2 separate regions of the Siniperca chuatsi genome follow, and region 2 is linked to region 1. The links are chromatin contacts, called in public Hi-C maps. All regions are on one chromosome and are shown on one strand. Each heading gives the region's core, a stretch centred on a gene start, on an enhancer-like site or on the middle of the called end of the contact. The rest is flanking DNA. Distances are from core to core; before and after follow the strand shown. Region 1 holds the start of rbm7 (RNA-binding protein 7). Region 2 holds the start of gramd1bb (protein Aster-B).

What was found. A called contact is a pair of places that touch in the nucleus more often than the background predicts.
Region 2: a Hi-C map of skeletal muscle shows a contact between it and region 1, with 7 times the contacts expected there. The contact joins the promoter of gramd1bb here to the promoter of rbm7 in region 1. A contact is called at or near these places in 2 of 3 Hi-C or Micro-C datasets (skeletal muscle and an unstated tissue).

Annotation. Positions count from the first base shown.
Region 1 is chrLG7:10,371,766-10,376,323 of ASM2008510v1, forward strand. rbm7 (RNA-binding protein 7) reads right to left here and starts at 1,804. Exons shown (of 5, transcript XM_044203044.1): 1 at 1,576-1,804; 2 at 1,115-1,277. The coding sequence starts at 1,668. It overlaps LOC122879198 (a long non-coding RNA gene), which reads left to right and starts at 1,789. Exons shown (of 3, transcript XR_006378650.1): 1 at 1,789-1,840.
Region 2 is chrLG7:10,500,646-10,505,003 of ASM2008510v1, forward strand. gramd1bb (protein Aster-B) reads left to right here and starts at 1,535. Exons shown (of 24, transcript XM_044201582.1): 1 at 1,535-1,862. The coding sequence starts at 1,714.

The DNA of each region.
Region 1 (4,558 bases), core at 554-3,053:
TACTCACATTTGAATATGAGAAAATAGAAAAAAGGCCAGGTCTATTTTAAAATGAATGGTTTCCTTGTACAAAAAGAACAAATGTATTGATATTATTTACAATTGCAACAAGCAGTGGGAAAAGTAATACAAGCCTTGTTAAACCTGGCTTAAGCGTGGCTCCAGCCTGGTTCATTTCAGTCCACTATCATGTATGGTGTTACTGTGCATTAAGAGCCCTCTGATCAGGTACATAAAACACACTTCTTCCTTCACAAGGAGGTTTAAGGCTTCGCCAGCACCAAGTTTGTGAGAAATATGAAATTGGACTCTTTGGGCTAACTTGCTGTGGGTTTAGTTGTCACGCAAACCTGAATAGACATGAAACAGATCATGACTCAATCTTTATTTTTATGCAAAGTGCGATAATTTAATGTCTTGGTTTTAGTCCTATTACAGTCTTTCCACATGGCATAAAAACATGGTATGGTAAATCAAACTTACCCTTGCATGGATAAAGGTGAATAAGTACTAGTATTGTTCGGCATAGATCAGCGAATATTGATGCATCACATTTTGTGCTATTTAGCTCAGTGATGGGTGCAGTTTTTGAGACAGCAAGTCAATGGGGTTACGTAGAGAAGCAGGCGCAGTAACCCAAGTAAGCAGGAGTGTCTGTTTCTGGGACAACTTGAGTTGATGTTAACAGCCATGTTAGACTTGTAAGAGCATTTTATTAACATACACACACACACACAGAGTTGCAACTCGGGAAACGGATTAAAAGTATTTTTTATCGCAATATTTTTTCATCTATATAGTTAAAACAGGATTCTGAAAATATCATCAGAACAGCGGTAAGTGTTTTTAAAACACCCATGCTGCCTGTTGCCGTAGTTCAGTCTCGTCGTTTAAAGAGTTTCCTCTCGGTCATCAATAAAGTATTTGATTCTGAATTGTCTTTTAGAGAAAACGATGGTTAACTCTGTGACCCGAATGTATGCTAATACATGAGGAGCACAAACTGGGGCTACTTTTACACGTTTCTGGCAGTGTAACCCCATTAGATTAAGTAATGATTATGAATGACAGATTGTCAAAACTGTTCAATGGTTAAAAATAAAAGTCAAGTCACCTGATCTGAACTGCACATGAAGAGTTCTCCCATGTAGCGATGTCCCGTCGAGTAGTTGCATGGCATATGGCACGGACACTTCATGTTTGTAAACAGCAAAACCAAATGTTTTCTGTTTCCCATCCGAGTCTTTTGGAATTTTTATTTTGATGAGAGGTCCTGCCTGCAAAAACAATTAAATTAATGTTGTACACAAACAACAACTAGCTAAAGCTAACGATAGCTAGCTGCCATAAATGACTTAAGAACATCTCTTGAAATTTTCCACAGCGTGTATAAGTTACAACAAACATTAGTGTTACAACATATGTAAAGGAGCCACACGTATTGTACACATCATAACTTAACATTTTGGGGTAATTTAAACTCGCTTTCGATTTGTTAGCATTAACGCTATGTGTGTTATGCTATCCATACGCTTGACATTTTCTAGCTATGGCTAACGTTAGCGACAACAGCACCTGTAAAAACAGTTCGAACAAAAGCTCCTCCGTCACTCTTGCATCTAAATTTCTTATGAAGAGCGTCCGGTCCGTTTCTTCCTCTATTCCCATTGTATTTGAGCAAATACTGGCACTCTCCAAGTGATATGAATGCTAACGTCTAGCGTAAAAAAGCGCTCTGCGAAATACAAACGGAAGGCCTATGTTGTCGTAAAGTGAAAGGCTGTTACACTTGTGCTTCCGTCGTAGTGAACAGCGGTTACTTTACGACACATAAATTACGGTATGTTCATCTATGCTGGAAATGTTTTATCTTTACTTTGAAAATAGCTAATTTGTTTAAACTGCAACAATACGGATGAATGTAAACATGCTTTCCTTATAAATGTTTTGTAATACATGGCATATTTAATCTTCTTTGGGAGCTACTAAGTAAGAACACAGAACAGGAGAGCTGTTGAAACATTTAGCCTAAAACTTTTTGAAAATGTGTTTTAACTTTACCTGTACTACTACAACTTTATCTAATGGTAAACTACTCATTTTTATAATCAGCCTTCTAGGCATGCAACTGATTATTTCATTATGGATTCATCTATTAATCTTTTTTTAAATTAATTTATAGACTAATTGTTTAGTCTATAAAATGTCGGAAAATAGTTTAAAAAAACAAAAAAACAATCCCAGAATCCAAGTCTAAACTGCTTGTTTGGTCTGTTGGTTTTGACCATAGACTGTAGTCTGAAACATGCACAATGATATAACAAAGAGGAAAGCAGGAAATCCTCACATTTGAGAAGCTGGAGTCAGAGAATGTCTGGAATTGTTTCTTGATAAATGACTCAAACGATTAATCGTTTATCAAAATCATTGCAGATTCGTTTTCTGCTGATTGACTTATCAGCTCATCGCTTACGTTCTACAGACATCTTGTCTGCCTTCTCATTTTCATTTTGTGTTTCTTTTCTGATAAAGAGAAGCAACCAATGGTTTGTTAGATGTGTGTGCACTCAAACATGTGCAAGTATGTGTTTGCTTAAGTGAGAGGGAGAATGTCTTTTAAATGCCATACCTTTTTTGGTTGATGCTAAACAAATCTAGAGTCATAAGACTTGCCAAAAGACATCCACTCCTCGTTAAAGAACAGTGATCTTCTAATTAAGATAAGCTGCTGTCCAGAATACAAAATGCCCTTTTCACAGCAGACATTTTGACTAGTAGAAAAAGCACAGGTGTTACTAATGACATTAACAATGGCTCCATTCTATTCATGTGTCTCAGTAAGCCGTGACAGTGATGTAATGTTTTGTTTTAATATCCTTTTCATGCATAGCCTATACTTTGCACTGATGTTTGCCTTTAGTAAGGCCAGATTAAGTCTTCTACCTTCTACCTTTTTGATAATATAAAGTAATTTTTCTCTTCTCTTCTGTGGCTTATTCAGTTTCTTTGACTGCCTGGAAGGTTTTCTTTTTTTTTTCTTTCCTTATCCTGTGGCTCACTGTGGGTGAGTGACTCAAGCACCTGGAACCAAGTGCTTCTGGTGCTGTTGACATCGTTCAGTGAGCAGGTCAAGCGAGCGGCGTGAGAGGCTTGACTTCCACCCAAATCAGATGTGCCTCGGTATCTGTCCTCCATATTAATTAGATCAATTTAAACTGTAATGATTTTCTCCTTCATGTCTGGGAAACATCCTCACAGATTTTGGCCTGGTAAAGCTCAAGTAAGAGAAACGGGGATGGCACTGCAGCGACAATTTAAAGACCGCCCCTCTTTTTTGCTGTTTAATTTAAGAAAGATCGAAGTGGACTAAATGCTATAGCTATTAGAGAAGAATCTACACCTTGCAATCTCTATGACATATTTATTCCATGCAAGGTGCTGTTTCCATCACTTATATTACTCACAAGGCAATAAACACTGCAATTTAACACCAAAATCTTGGCTGTCACCGTGTCTTGTGGGACCTTTGCTGTTATGCATTGTTGTTAACACTTGACGTATGGGATGTATTGGCGCTTTCCCACAAAATGCTTATGATTTAAAATGCTTCAAGGCTGCAATGGAAGCAGTAAAAAAGCCTAAACCATAAAACCACACCTGTACAGTATACTATTTGATGACTAAAGCCCTTGAATCTATTTTGGGTTCCTATATTGCCATTACCCCATACATCTCCCTGATGTATTTTCTCCTCCCTTTTAATAACCATTGGAAGGAATTCAGGAGAGCCCTATGAGTGCTGTTCCACAGGACAAAGTATATGGTGTGGAGATGGGTGAAAGGGGTAAGTGAATTGGAAGACAAAACAGGCAGACCTGCTGAATCTGTAAAACCCTCATTACTGCCTACAGAAACTGAATACATTGGCATGTATTGTTGCTTTGCCAATAAATAAATACATTTTGCTTTTCTAAACCAAACTAGATTTGTCAATTCAAATTCTTAACTATTTCATTCATTACTCTAAATATTGTATACTATGCAATGCTGAAGAGTCTTAAAAGTAGCAGTAGATGGCAGCATTGATCCAGTGATACTGGTTATGCCAGTTGCATTAGTGGGGGTTTCATCTCTGTGGGGATGTCAGACGGTTGCTATGCACTGTGGGGGGGGGAAATGCTGAATTTAAAGAGTTTCTGTTTTTTTATGTGATAAAGGGAATTTGATTCGATTGTCATAGGAATATCCTCTTGTTTCTCTTTCAGCCTGTAGCCCACTTTCAGGTTTCGCATAACATTAAAGGGTTCTAAATGGCTTGTTAGGGTGGTATTGTTGTCCATTGAACTATTTTTATTTATTATTTACTATTTTATTCAGTTGAAGCAGAGAGTTCCTGAGTCAAAGTTGGTGGTCCACAGAACAGATTTACATTGGAAATCATCCGGGATGTGGTAATATTTGGATAACGTAAGGCCTTTGCTGCTGTTCATGCGAGTATCAAAACATTGAGTATTTTGTTTACTAGTTCACACATGCTGTACGGTTGACTGAAAGATCC
Region 2 (4,358 bases), core at 285-2,784, 130 kb after region 1:
TGAAAGCAACAAATTGGCTTCACTATTGTCAGTCTTTCGGAATAATACTGTGGATTTTTACCAGTGTTTTGCGTGTCTTTGCACTGATTATCTCTGGCTAATGAACATTGCTCTGTGACCCACATCTAAAGTATATTTCGCACTCTGACAACTACACTAATTATAGTGCTGCCATACATTTAGATAGAGAGGTTAATAGCATGCTATTTTTGACACACACTGTTCTCTGCTGCAATTTCACTTTTAAAACTTGAGTTGCATATAGATGGACTATGGAGAAATTATCCATTTGTGGAGGCTAAATTGTAAACTGACTAACTGATACTGTTCTATCTGACAGGCCCGATTATGATTAATGCACCTATGACATCCCTGATAAATGTGAGCATTAATTTACATTGTGATTCTCTGACGTTATAGCTGAGAAAAAGTGTTGTTTAACTAGAACAATGGTGATGTGTTTCAGCTTTTAATTAAGTCGGTGCAGGATGAATCACCTTTTTTGGTGCTGTGTCAAAAAATGTCTGCACACTAAGCTTAGTGTTTACAAGATAAACAGCCAACAAGATATCTTAATAGTCAATAATTAAAGTATTTGATTTTCTTTATTAAACCAGGAAAGCAAGATGCATGAATATCAATTTAGTACACTAGAAACTCAATTCTGAAAGCTATTAGTACATCTAATTTAAAAAATGAGGCAATTAATGATACAGTATCTTTTAATGGAGCAAGCAAGTAAAATGAACTGTCAGCTAAATTAGACAAAGGAGATCCATAATTCTATACTCTGAAGAAGAGAACCACTTGGCTGAGGATTTCACCTTCAGACTCTAACCTGTGGTATAACACGTTTTCCTTTTGACCTACAGGGTGTTCATCTAAAATGTTGATCCAAATATGCTGTACATGAAGGGTATTAGTACAGTTTGCATCATTTCATAACTATGTGCAAAAGTTGACCCTATAGCATTCAAGTCTTCAGATTATCTCACCCACTACTACACCAGCAAGTGGCAGGTTAAATAACACACACACATTTTGACATCTGTGGTGACGACATTTCTCTTATGGTGGCACTTTTTGTATCATATCCTAGAAGCCAACAACGACTTTAACACATTTGTTATGAGGCCTAATCACTGAATGATATTCCGAATCCTCTGTCTGTGACAGGGGACACTTAATAAATATGTCATGCTTGTGCTTAACACGTTGTTGAATAATAATAATAATAATAATAATAATCATGACCATTCAGGCAAACATCAATTACCCTTTCAGAAAAATCTTAGTCCCAAAAGGTGTATGATGTGCCTATGAAAGTTAAGTTCTTGTATGCAATTACAGTATAAATAGTGTGTGAAATGCCTTTCTACTTCTGTACATCCCATTTTACCCTCTAATCTCAAATGTAGGCAGAGACATAATGAGGGCACTGAAGAGTCTGATAGAATAAAGATTTTTATAGTCAAAAACATTGTGCTAATTACTTGTGAGACACAAAGTGAGTGAAATAACTTCCTCACTTAACTGGGAACCCTCTCGAGGACACCTGCCCCAGACTCCACTTTGAGAACGAGTTCCACCTCGCCTTGCAGCCCGCACAGCAGAGACGATCCGACTGCAGGCCAATAGTGGTGTAGCCTTCAGTGGGTCGCAGGTAGTATTCCCCGCACCGATTACAGTGTGCGCACACCTGTTACAGAGGACATGGCCTTTGGGCATCTCATCCCTCAGCTGAGGCTGGAGGAGCCAGCGGAGGACGGGATGTTCAGGAGCATCGCCTTCCGCCCCTTCCAGCATGGACACCACCAACGTGGCAAGTCAACTTCTCCCTGCAGCGACAGAAAACGACACAAGTAAGATTTCTTCACGGCCGTGAGGTTGAAGGGGTTTAGGCTTCCAGCGAGGAGAGAAAGTTGTGAATGCACAAGGCGATTATTGTGGGTGATGCTGAAAGGATTAAATTTGGGTGTCAAGAAATACAGCTACAGCCCTCCCTCCCATATACTGTAGTGTAATGAAAAATAAACCTCAGTAATCCACTTTAAGAGTGCAAATTCAGCCCTCGTCCTCCCAGTTTTTGAATGTCAGATATATTACAGTGACACCATGGAAAAAGGGAGAAAGAAAGTAGCAAATAAGCTCTAATAAACCAACTATGCTACCTGCCCAGTGACAAACAACAGACAAAGTTAGCAGCTAGCTAGCAAGCTAAAGACCAAGATATTTTTTCTCTGGAGTTCCTGGAGACCAAAACAGCACTAAAAAAAGGAGAGTGAATATTGCCCTATTAATGAATGCTAATGTTGCTCTGTGTGTTGGATGTGTAAGTTTAAGCTAGGCAATTCTTTAGCTATAAATGGCTGTCTGTCAGCTTGCTAACTTCATATAGCCTTTCAAACTTTTTTTTAGCCTAGTTTCCTATTTAAAGATATATCTAATGACAAGCTAAAATAATCTTTATACAAATTGACTTTGTTTTTTCCATTAATTAATTGTTATTTGCATGAAAAACAGTGAAAGAGTTTGAGTGAATTAGTGTATTAATTCTGCCAAAACACATTAAAACACTTCTGAAAATAGTAACTGGTCCACTGAAGCAAAAAATTAAATAAATGTTAAACCTGTGTACCCCAATGCACTCATATGTGTAAATTGCTATTGATTAATGCAGTCCCTATCAGTGTAGATGAGATGATAGGACCTTCCGAAGGCAGCCACGGCTTTTCTTGAGCAGCTGTTTCTCGTTTTCTTGATGACAGACTGTAATGTGGGAATTAAAGGGGGCAGGTAGACCTTATTCACAGCAGACGTTTTGCCAACACCGTAACATGACAGTATGAACACTGTGACAAAATTATAGAAAGATTGTATACATGTGAAGAATGGATTCGGGACGATGTTGAGCAACTTCAGGTGTCCCCAAACAGACAGAACCTGAGCCACACGACCTCCTCTCCACCATAGAGACCTGGCAGACACACAAGAGGCAAATCTTAAGCACACCATTCACACAGAGAGGAGAAAGAAAGACACACAAAGGGAGAGAGAGTGACAATGACAACATGCACACAAGGGACAGAAAGAGACAAGAGGAGAGGCTGAATCTCCTGGAGGACAAAGATCCAGATCCAAACATCTTGAATGAGGCACCGACAGCCAGGAGAGAGAGAGGTTCCAGGATGGTTGATGGTCCAGCACAGAGAAGCCTGAATGGAAAGAAAGGACAAGGAGGAGAAACTAGAGAGAGAGAGATAGGCTCAGAGCTGTGCTTGTGGGACACAAACAAACAGACTTTACAAAACTTATAATTTTGTAAGTCATCAGAAGCACCTGGCATGGATAGGGAGCCAATGAAGGGAAGCTAAAATTGGTGTGATATGATCAAATTTTGTAGTTATAGTTAAGATTCTGGCTGCAGCATTTTCAACCATTTGAATACTTTTATTACAAGCACACGGCAGGCCTGACAACAAAATGTTACGGTGCATGTAATCAAGTCTGGATGAAACAGAGGTGTGAATTAGGAGCTCTGCATCAGCCAAGGACAGAAATCTTTAATTTGCTGATCAAAAGAGAGAGTAAGATCAAACATAACACCGAGATTCTTGGCTGTCAAACCTTGACAAATCACACAGTCTTTGAGAGTTACTGTTACTTGATCAAACTGGTGTCGAGCAGGGCTTAAGAGTGTACTGTAGTTTGATGCGCGAATTTTACACTCTATATAGGCCTACTTATTCTGTGTTTTGAGTATGTACAGTGTTAACACTGGAAACATGACAAAAAATGAAGAAAATGCCAGCATATAAATGATCATAATGTGATTTTATAGTGTCCCACAATACAAGGACCAAGAGAAAATTAAGAAAATACTCTAAGCTTATAAAAATGAAAACAAATCTTAGACAAACAAAAAGTCCCTATAAAAACAGTGCTCACAGTAGTAGACATAGTTTTCCGTTTCCCGGTTAGTGATATGTGTACTTTATTGTCTACTAAACGTCAAAATAGTGCACTGTCAACATGAGTAGATAGCGTACTTTATACTTTGTATCTACACAGTCTGGAATTGGGACACCGTATTTTTACCATAGTGAGGTGTGTGTTATTGGAATTTTCTTCAGTGTGATTCCACATCCAGCAACAGGCTGATGGAAAGTTTCATGAATTGTGAGCTTTAGTTAAGGTTTAAGGAACTTGACTATTGCAAGATGTTACAACAAGACTGTGGTGTAAGATATTGCGGTGAAACTGCAGACATCCCTGCCTGTTGCTACGGGAGCTGTCACCTGGGACAGATAGGATCTAATTGTGGCTTTGTCTAATATGAAAACTGGCTGTTAGCAGCC